Regions from separate parts of the Bactrocera dorsalis genome. Here region 1 is linked to region 2. Evidence: chromatin contacts called from public Hi-C data. All regions are on one chromosome and are shown on one strand. Each heading gives the region's core, a stretch centred on a gene start, on an enhancer-like site or on the middle of the called end of the contact. The rest is flanking DNA. Distances are from core to core; before and after follow the strand shown.

The links. A called contact is a pair of places that touch in the nucleus more often than the background predicts.
Region 1: a Hi-C map of whole body shows a contact between it and region 2, with 4 times the contacts expected there. The contact joins the promoter of LOC125776532 here to the promoter of LOC105227525 in region 2. A contact is called at or near these places in 2 of 2 Hi-C or Micro-C datasets (both in whole body).

What each region holds. Positions count from the first base shown.
Region 1 is chr2:10,910,286-10,914,477 of ASM2337382v1, reverse strand. LOC125776532 (homeobox protein H17) reads left to right here and starts at 1,606. Exons shown (of 2, transcript XM_049449076.1): 1 at 1,606-1,732. The coding sequence starts at 1,606.
Region 2 is chr2:10,708,916-10,713,754 of ASM2337382v1, reverse strand. It overlaps LOC105227525 (muscle segmentation homeobox), which reads left to right and starts at 3,217. Exons shown (of 1, transcript XM_011206886.4): 1 at 3,217-4,839. The coding sequence starts at 4,166.

The DNA of each region.
Region 1 (4,192 bases), core at 357-2,856, 200 kb before region 2:
CACAATAAGCAACACACACACCCCACCCACTTGCTTCACCGCGCTCGCCATCACTCGTTGGCAAGTTTATGCCACAACAACAACAAATTACAAGGAATCGACTTGCAATGTGTTTATTTGCGAATTTATTTGTTTGCCGTTTTGTTGTGCTGTGCTTACTTTTGTTATTGTTGTCGTTTTTTTAGCGTGTTTGTTGTTGTTGCTGCTGCCACCATTATTTTGCTATTATTGCCTTGGCGTATGTCGCGCAATTTTAAATGCAACAAACTAATTTGACTGCAATTATATTTTTATTATTTTATTTTCGTTGGGCTTATCTCCTCAGCACTTCTCCTCCTCACTTTTATTTATGTGTGTGTGGGTGTAAAATTTATTATTTTAATTTTTTATTATTTTTCATGTTTGCATTTTGTGGCATTTTTATTGTATTATAATTATTGCGCTGTTGCCACTTTGTTGTTGTTGCTGGTTGTACCCTACCAGCCAACTATCGGTTAAGTAACAAGATATTTATCCGGTTATCAATCAATTTAATATTGGATTATAAAAATATTGGCAAATACATATACAAATTTTTCGAAACCAATAACCCTACCTGGCAACTATCGGTTAAGTAACCGGTTAATTATCCGGTTATTAATCAATAAAATATTGGATTACAATAATAAATGCGAATACATATAAAAAAATTTCGAAACCAGTAACTCCACTAGCCAACTATCCGTTAAGTAACCGATTAATTATCCGGTTAGTAATCAATTAAATATTGGATTACAATAATAAATGCGAATGCATATACACATTTTTCGAAACCAGTAACCCTACCAGCTAACTATCGGTTAACTATCCAATACCTACAAGAGATTTCGGTTAAAGTTTCTATGAGTTTGTTAAGACCAGATTGACAATTCCAATCGAAACGCTTAGGCACGTTAGATCGCTAATTCCTTTCTTATTGAAAAGCCTTATGTGTTGCACAGTGTGTATATGCCAGTTTTCGCACCAATGCCTGCAATGCATTGGAGTTCCGGTAGCAGCGACTTGCTGGGTTCTATATTCCAGAAGAATTAAAAAATTAATAAACGAATTTGGTTTTTTAAATAAGTACACATGCATGTATGAAACAAATATTTCTAAAAATGGCACAGAGATGCCACAGATTGCATTTAGTTGCAACAAGCTTTCTCCAAGCCGCAAATTGTACAGAATACCTTACGATCGAATTACAATAATTTCAAATTAATTTTCAAAATCTTTCAACTGACTATATTGCTTATCGAAAAAAGTAAAATCGCTGTATCCATAAAAAAATAACAAGTTGCCAAACAGCTGTTGTGCAGCTGCACCGTCATCGCTCATGCCAACAGCGACGCATCGATCACAAAGGTGGATAGCCAGATTTGCCAAAAACAGCGAGGCAGCGAGTGCTGTCACTACACTTGGATATTTGCACAGCACAGCAATTTACCTTGTAGTTATTGTTGTTGTTGTAAATTGCACAAATTAATTGGTCATTTGTCGTTAATTGCCATTGGAATGGGGTTTGCTTTCCTACAAATCATATAAGCGCTTGAGTGTGTGTGTGTGCGTACGTGTGTATGACCAATGCGGGCAACACACGAACGTGGCCAGCGGCGATTGGCAGCAACACACGCGTACTTAGCGCACGACGATGGTGGCGATGATGGCGATCGCGCGGCGTTGGTGATGGCGATGCCGATGAAGATGACGAGTACGTGTACACATTTGCTTGCAAACAAGTAAACAAATGACAGCGACAACAAAAACAAAAACAATGAGAAATGTTGTAACTGCCAATGGCCGACGCTATTGCCACACAGCGTTTGGCGCTTCAGCTGCAACAGTCTGCAGCTTGCAGTAATGTGTCATCAAAGTGCAACAATTGTGTGTGTGTGTGTATGTGTTTACTGAGTTGTTAAGCTCAAAATGAGTGAAACACTTTGTCGCCGCATATTTGCGCTGCTGCTGCCACTATTGTTGTTGTTTGATGGCCGGTGGCATGTGTCTTGCATGCGGCATGCATTAGTACGCGTCTCGCATGCCACAGCTGGAAATTGTGACATTTAACTACCATTTAACAATCAGTCAGCGCTGCAAGTGTGTGTGTGTGTGTGTGACAGTCAACGGCACAGACCGTTAAGCGGCGACTGGAGCCCAATCATTGCTGGGCTTCTGTTTCACTTATTTGCTTTATCTCCAGCTTATTTCACTCCATTTTCGGCAGTCAATCAGCTGCATTTGTCTCACTGCACTGCTGCCACGACTGTTGTTGCTGCCTTTGTTGTGTTGCTGTCGTGGCAGTCACTTTTCACTTGCCACGTTACAGTTGCAACGCATCTATTTGCTTTGTGCCCAAAATTGGTTGAAGTATTTTCAATTAATTTGAGTTCTCCAGAGTGTCGTAGGCATATTATGAAATCAACAATCGACAGCAGCGCGTGTGTTGCTGCAGCTGCGGCGGCGGCGGCAGCGCGCTACGTGCTACTCGGAAGCACTAACACACTGCTAGCTGACAGACAGTCAGACTGACGGTAGACACGTATTGCAACGGCTATTAGTTGTTAGTTATTTTTTTGTACTTGTTGTTGTTGTTGTATTAAGTGTGGAAAAGTTTCTGGAAAATGAGTTGGATTGCGCTGCAAATTGCTCGCAATTAGCTTTTAATTAAAGCCTTTTGCAAGCCAACCATTTTATATGCCATTAACATGCTTTATAATTGTTGTTGGTGTAGCTGTTTTATTTCTTTTCCCTTATAATTGTTATTATTTGTTGTTGTTGTTGGGCTTTTTGTTGTTGTATTACAACAACTTCGCAATGGTTTGCCTTATGTTTTTGTTGTTGTTGTTTTTATTATTATTGTTGTTTATGTCGTTGTTGTTGTTGTTGTTGCTTTACAACAACCAGCGTTATATTAGCGCACCGCATTTGGCTATTTTGCAAGTCCACCAACCTGCAATTATGCGCTCAGCTGCCGTAGTAAGTCCATCACTCCAATGGTGGCATGCAACAAATATAATATAAACCATAACTGGCGCTGAGCGGCAGCAACAGTAAAAACAGTAACAGACCCTAGCGGGCCAGTGAAACTTATTACATATATTTATTATATATATCACTCACTATATATGTATATATGTATATTAATATACTATACATATATACATTCATATACTTATGTATGTATAGAAATGCCGCTTACATAACAGTAGATATGTAAGCTCCACATGGCGAACCGCCGATCGCCGGCTATCAGCTATTGATATTGGTATCATGCCGGTAGCTTGCCACCAAAATATTCATGTGCTTGCCACATGATATGATATACACATACAAACACATGTTTTTATGTTACAATTGTCGCCAATTGTGGCAACTGATCGATCGCATGCATTGCACGAATTGCAATTTTTACTGCTGTTGTTGTTGTTGTTGCTGCGAGATGTCATAACTTCGCTGCTTTTTTAATTAATACCAAATTTGTCATGTTGCACGTAACTGCGCGCATAGCGCTACACACTGCAGGCGAATTTCGTTTTCTAAACGCCGACGGCTGTTAGTTGCCATGTCTAGTTGTTGTTGCTGCTGCTATTGTTTTTGGTGGTAGTGCTGTTTTTGATGTTGTTGCTGTTGTTTCTGGTGGTCGTGCTGCTTTTGATGTTGTTGTCGATATTTTTATAGTTGTTGTTGTCATTGTCTTTGTTGTTGTTGTTGTTGGCATTGTTTTTGTTGCTTTGGTTATACGGCCCACCAGTGCCTAATATGTCAATTATTGCTCGCTTGCATTCGCCAGCAATGCGACACCCAGTGCTCCTCTTGCTTTTTGTTGTAGCTGTAATTGTTGTTGCAGTTTTTTGTGCTGCACCAGCTTGTCATGCCAAAAAGTAAAGCTGTGTAACTATTGCTTAATTGTTTTGCCATTTAATTACACATGTATTTATTGCACATATTTAATTTGCCCACACACACACACACACAGACACATACAAACACACTCGTGTACTATAAATCGCCGCTGCATTTGTGCATACAACTTTTGCTTACAAATAGTTTTGTGGCAATTAATGTGAGTTAATCTGTGGTATGCGCCATAAAAGTCAATTCACCGCTAAACGCTGTTCGTGCGTCAGCCGACTCGGCGGACTTTCGTTAATGTGCAATTAAACGTTTTTTT
Region 2 (4,839 bases), core at 1,968-4,467:
CGTTATCCATTGATTGTTATCCATTGCTGCAGTGATTCTGGCCTTCTCTGTGGAAATAACCTACATAAATAAGGAAAATTCTCTACAAGACGATGTTGTGCGTGCAATAACCGACGGACGTCGTTTTTTGTCGTGTTTGACCTACTTGTTCTGGAGAACTAAGCATATACCGTATATGTAGAAAAATTTGACAGTGATCGGATCATTATTCTTCAAAAAGCAGTGCCGAAGCTTTAAAGAAAAACTGCTGTAGCCGAACTGTGCGGCTATACCCTAGTTGCATGGAACTTAAAAAAAATATTTGAATATCATTTACACTTTTAGTAACGTAAATTAACGTTACTCAACAATCTTCATAAGTTTACAGGCAAAGAAAAGACAATATAATAGAAACCACTCACATTGAAAGAAAATTTGAGTTTTGGTTATAAAATGGTTACCAAATGGTTACATGTTGGTTATTTATTGGTTATATCTGACAGCGGAAGCTCAAAATTTAATGCTACCTATATGTAATATGACGTAGTGAATCGTAAGCAATAAAAAAACTCAATTTCGATTTTTTTATGATACGCAATTTTGCTTTTCAGTTGACAATATAAAGATATCAACTACCGAAAAACGCAAAACAATATCAAAAAATAATTTTTACAAAATTTTACACTAGGAATTATTTTTATTGTAGTTATAAGATAAAATTCCATTACAAACAGTACTAAAGATAGACTATAGACTAAGCACTAAATGAAAAAACATAATAATTTTTATCTGAAATTTGTATTGTATCTGAATGGTAGAAAGGCCAATTTACTGCCATAATAATTTTTCAGTGCACTTTTACAATGCTCAAATGTGAAGTTATAAAAAAGAGAAGCAGACTTTTTTCTTCTTCTCATTTAAATGGAAAGTTAGGAGCAGACAACTTTTAATATGCATACAAACTTTAAAATTTTAAGAGTCTGCTTCTCACCTTTTTGCCTTTTTTTTAGTTGAGAAAGTAATGGCCTTAAATACACACACCGTAATCCAAATAATAGTTTCGAATATCACTCAAAAATTTGTCTAAATCAAGATTTTTTAGTTCAAAAAAGTTTCTCCCTCTTAAACAAGTATGCAATTTTTTATAATAGAATCATATTCTCATCACAAAAAGATTTTATTATTAAGCATTTTCCTACCCGAGACCCATTTATTCCATAAAATTATATACATATGTTCGATTCTATAGTTAAACAGTCAACATTATAAGAGCCATAAACTAAATTTGCAAAATTTTTCATTCACTCATTAAATAAATTGAAACCTTTTATATTTATGAACACGAGTATTTTTGGTAAATATTCTTAACTTCCAAAGAATATTTTTATTAAAATGGTATTGCTATTATATATACATATATGTCTACATATGTATGTATAAAGTCAGGGTATCTCGCTCACCAATTACCATATGCATAACCCTTATTAAGATTTCATATAACGTATGAAACACAAATTTATGTCATTTGCCACTTCCTGCAGGGTATAAATACGTATGTATGCATTTATGGACTTGCATACGTAATCCATCGTAAATAAAAATAAAGAAAAAATACTTTGCAAAGACAATAAATGCAATTAGAAGCAATCGACGCTTTTAAATGGCTGGTTGTCAACATTTCTCCGCCTTTAGAGAGCAGCGAACAACAAAAAAAAACACAAGCAAACTGCCAAAGCAAACTCACCACAGCACACCACACTGGAAAACGTTGGCTGTTTCCAGCGCTGAGTGCAGACAAGTGAGCGCAACTAACGGATGCCAGAAATGAGTGTGTGCTTACGTGTGTTGAAGTGAGTGAGTTGGCTTGTATGAGTGCGGCTGCATTTTCGTGAGTACAGTACAAGGGGCGGTGACCAGTGCGCGCTTCCAATTGTCTGCCATCAACGGTGAGTGAGTGAGTGAGTGAGTAAGTGAGCGAGTCAAGTGGGGAATTGCATTTGCTTTTTTATATGCATGAATATCCAATAGATACACATACCGTTGTTGAACAAAAAAAACAAAATATATGAAAAAATACTTGAGAGCAGCATGCTTATGCGAGTGTAACAGAGCGCGTGCGAGCCTGCAATTAGTGAAGGGCGGCAGGTGATGGGTGTGAAAAGAATAGCAAGAGCGCGATGAAGTAGTAGTGAAAAATTATGAATTTTTGTTTTAATTTGTTGCCGCGTATTTGTTATGCTTGTTTGCAGTTTTATTACTGTTATTATTTCAACAGCTATTTTATTGAGAAATTCTTGCAAACAGTTTTTGACTTTTAAATGGCAGTCAAATACTAATGATCGAATATTTTTTTTGGAAATCATGAAACATTTTTCGAAAGATTTTCGATTTGAAATGGCCGTCAAAAACCATTTTTTGGAATTTTTTTATTGAAGAAATTATATCTGCATTTTTTGAAAAATTTTCAATTTATATTAGGTAGTCAAAAAGAATTGTTTTAAAATTTTTGTTTTTGTATGCTTTTTTGTTGAGTAAAATATTTTATTTATTTTTTCTAATCCTTTTTTTTGGTATTCATATACACTTTTGTAAATTATTTTTTTATACGCATTTACTTTATTTTTTTTTAAATTATTATTATTTTTTATTTATTATAATTATTTTCAATACAGTTATATTACAATGTCTGTTATCAAAACAAATTACATCATTCAAGAAGTCTATTGTTTTCGAATTGCTCTCAGCATCTCGAAAAATATATAAAATCAACTTAATAGCTCAACTTTTGCACCGCTTCCCATCTCCTCAAACACTATCAGTCTCGCATACACGTACTTCACTGTTTTTACTACAATAGTCTAACACTTCGTTGTTTTTGTTATTGCACGCATAAACCAATTAGAAGCAACACACTCTAGCGCTCGCGTCCATTGCCGTGCGGAATACGAGCATCTCATAAAACTATAGCCAACACGCTCGCACTCGCAAATTAACGTAAGGCCAGCGCTGCTGTGAATATTGAAAATATCGAAACTGTTTTTGTTTTTGTTGTAGCCGCTGTTATAAGTGGTGGTGGTGGTACATGCCTCAGCGCTGTATTTCAATGAATGGACGTTTCGACTCATATGACTGGCCAGCAGCCTGCCTTCCACCCTCGTCGAAGGCTTGCTTGCATGACTAGGGCTCCAAGGCTCACCTACATGGAAACACGCACACACAGCCGGTTGCGCTGCTCAGAGCTACCACCGCATGTGCACCACAGCAAACCGGTCTGGTGGTGGTGAATGTGTGTTGGTGTGTAAGTGTCGGCTGTGCATGTTGCGCGGAGCGACCGAGTTCGCTCTGTTTCTACAAACGCCTCAATGCTCAGGCACTTGGGTTTGTGAGTATGAAAATAATTCAGTTGTAGACCAGTCGTGATCTTAAACGGATGTGTTGTCCGTTCGTTTGTGCACGCTCGCCAGCCGTACATTTTACCGCTACGCCAAAAGCAAAGTAAAACAGCCAGTGGCTCGATTAAGCAGTGACAAATCGTTTGATTAATAAGTGTTGAATACGAAAACAATTTTGAATATTTTTTATTTGATTTTGATAAGAAATTGCAAACGTCGGAATTGTTTTACAGTTAAAAATTAAAAAAAAAAAAAAAAACAATTAATTAAAAATAAACACATACACACACACACTACAAAAACTGGTTTTAAAATCCTGACTGCAAATGCATGGTGCTTTCGTTTTGTTGTAACGTTAATGAGAACGCGCGCGCACGGTCGCATTAGTCATTAATTAAAGATTAATTAAAACGCTTTAGTTGAAAGCTAACAAATTTGCAAGCGACAAAGCCAACAAAGGTGACAAGCCAATTTGAGCGTGAAAAGCGAAATACAAAAACAAAAAATTAAAATTGAAACAAATTGAACAAAATTGCAGTGAGCCGAAAGTAAAAACAAAAAAAAATTGCGAAAAAGCGCACAGGAGTGTTGAACAAATTTCATTACGTCAACTCAAGCGCTTTGCAGAGTACGAAACAGTAAAAAATATGTTGTTGTATTCGAAGTCAAGCAGTTGTGCACTGTGACATCTTTTATTGTATAAATAAAAAATTTATAAAAAAAATTAAAATTTAATATTGTGCAAAATTAACGAAACGCCAGCGCCAGTTACACTTTCGCCACCCCGCTGCCCCATGTTAAAGCTGTCATCCACAGGAATGACTGTCACTGGTTTACGCACAAGCATGACAAGCCCGACGGTACCGCCGCAAACAGCGTCCGCCGCCATCACCACCACCATGACAATGACCAGCCCCAGCACGCTGGTGGTCAGTCCCGCACATCTAATTGGCGGCAACAATAACAGCAACAGCAACAGCAACAACAATAATACAAGTCTCAATCGCAGCGGTAGCAACAGCAGCCCCACATCACCCTCCACACTCCTCCTAACACATCAGCAACAGCAAACGTTGCAGCAACAATTGTTGCCGCTACACACACAGTCACCGCATAGTCACCCGCATCAGTTGAATAAAACCAGCTCGCGTCTGAGTAATTTCAGCGTCGCTTCACTCTTAGCCGACACGCGACCAGCAGCAAATTTGTCCCCCTCACGCACCCACAGCGCGGACGGCATGCAAATGGAGCCGCGCAATTTGTCCAGCCACACACCAGCCGTCACGTTGTCACCTGTTTCGCCGGCAGGCTCCTCACCCGCCTCACCCAACGCCGCACATGGCACGCAACCTTTGGCGCCACACGCTGCCAACCATCCGCCACATCAGCATCCACACGCGCACTTCCATTCCGCCGCCGTGGCACATCATGCGCATTTGTTGCATGCCGCGGCAGCCGCACACGCGCA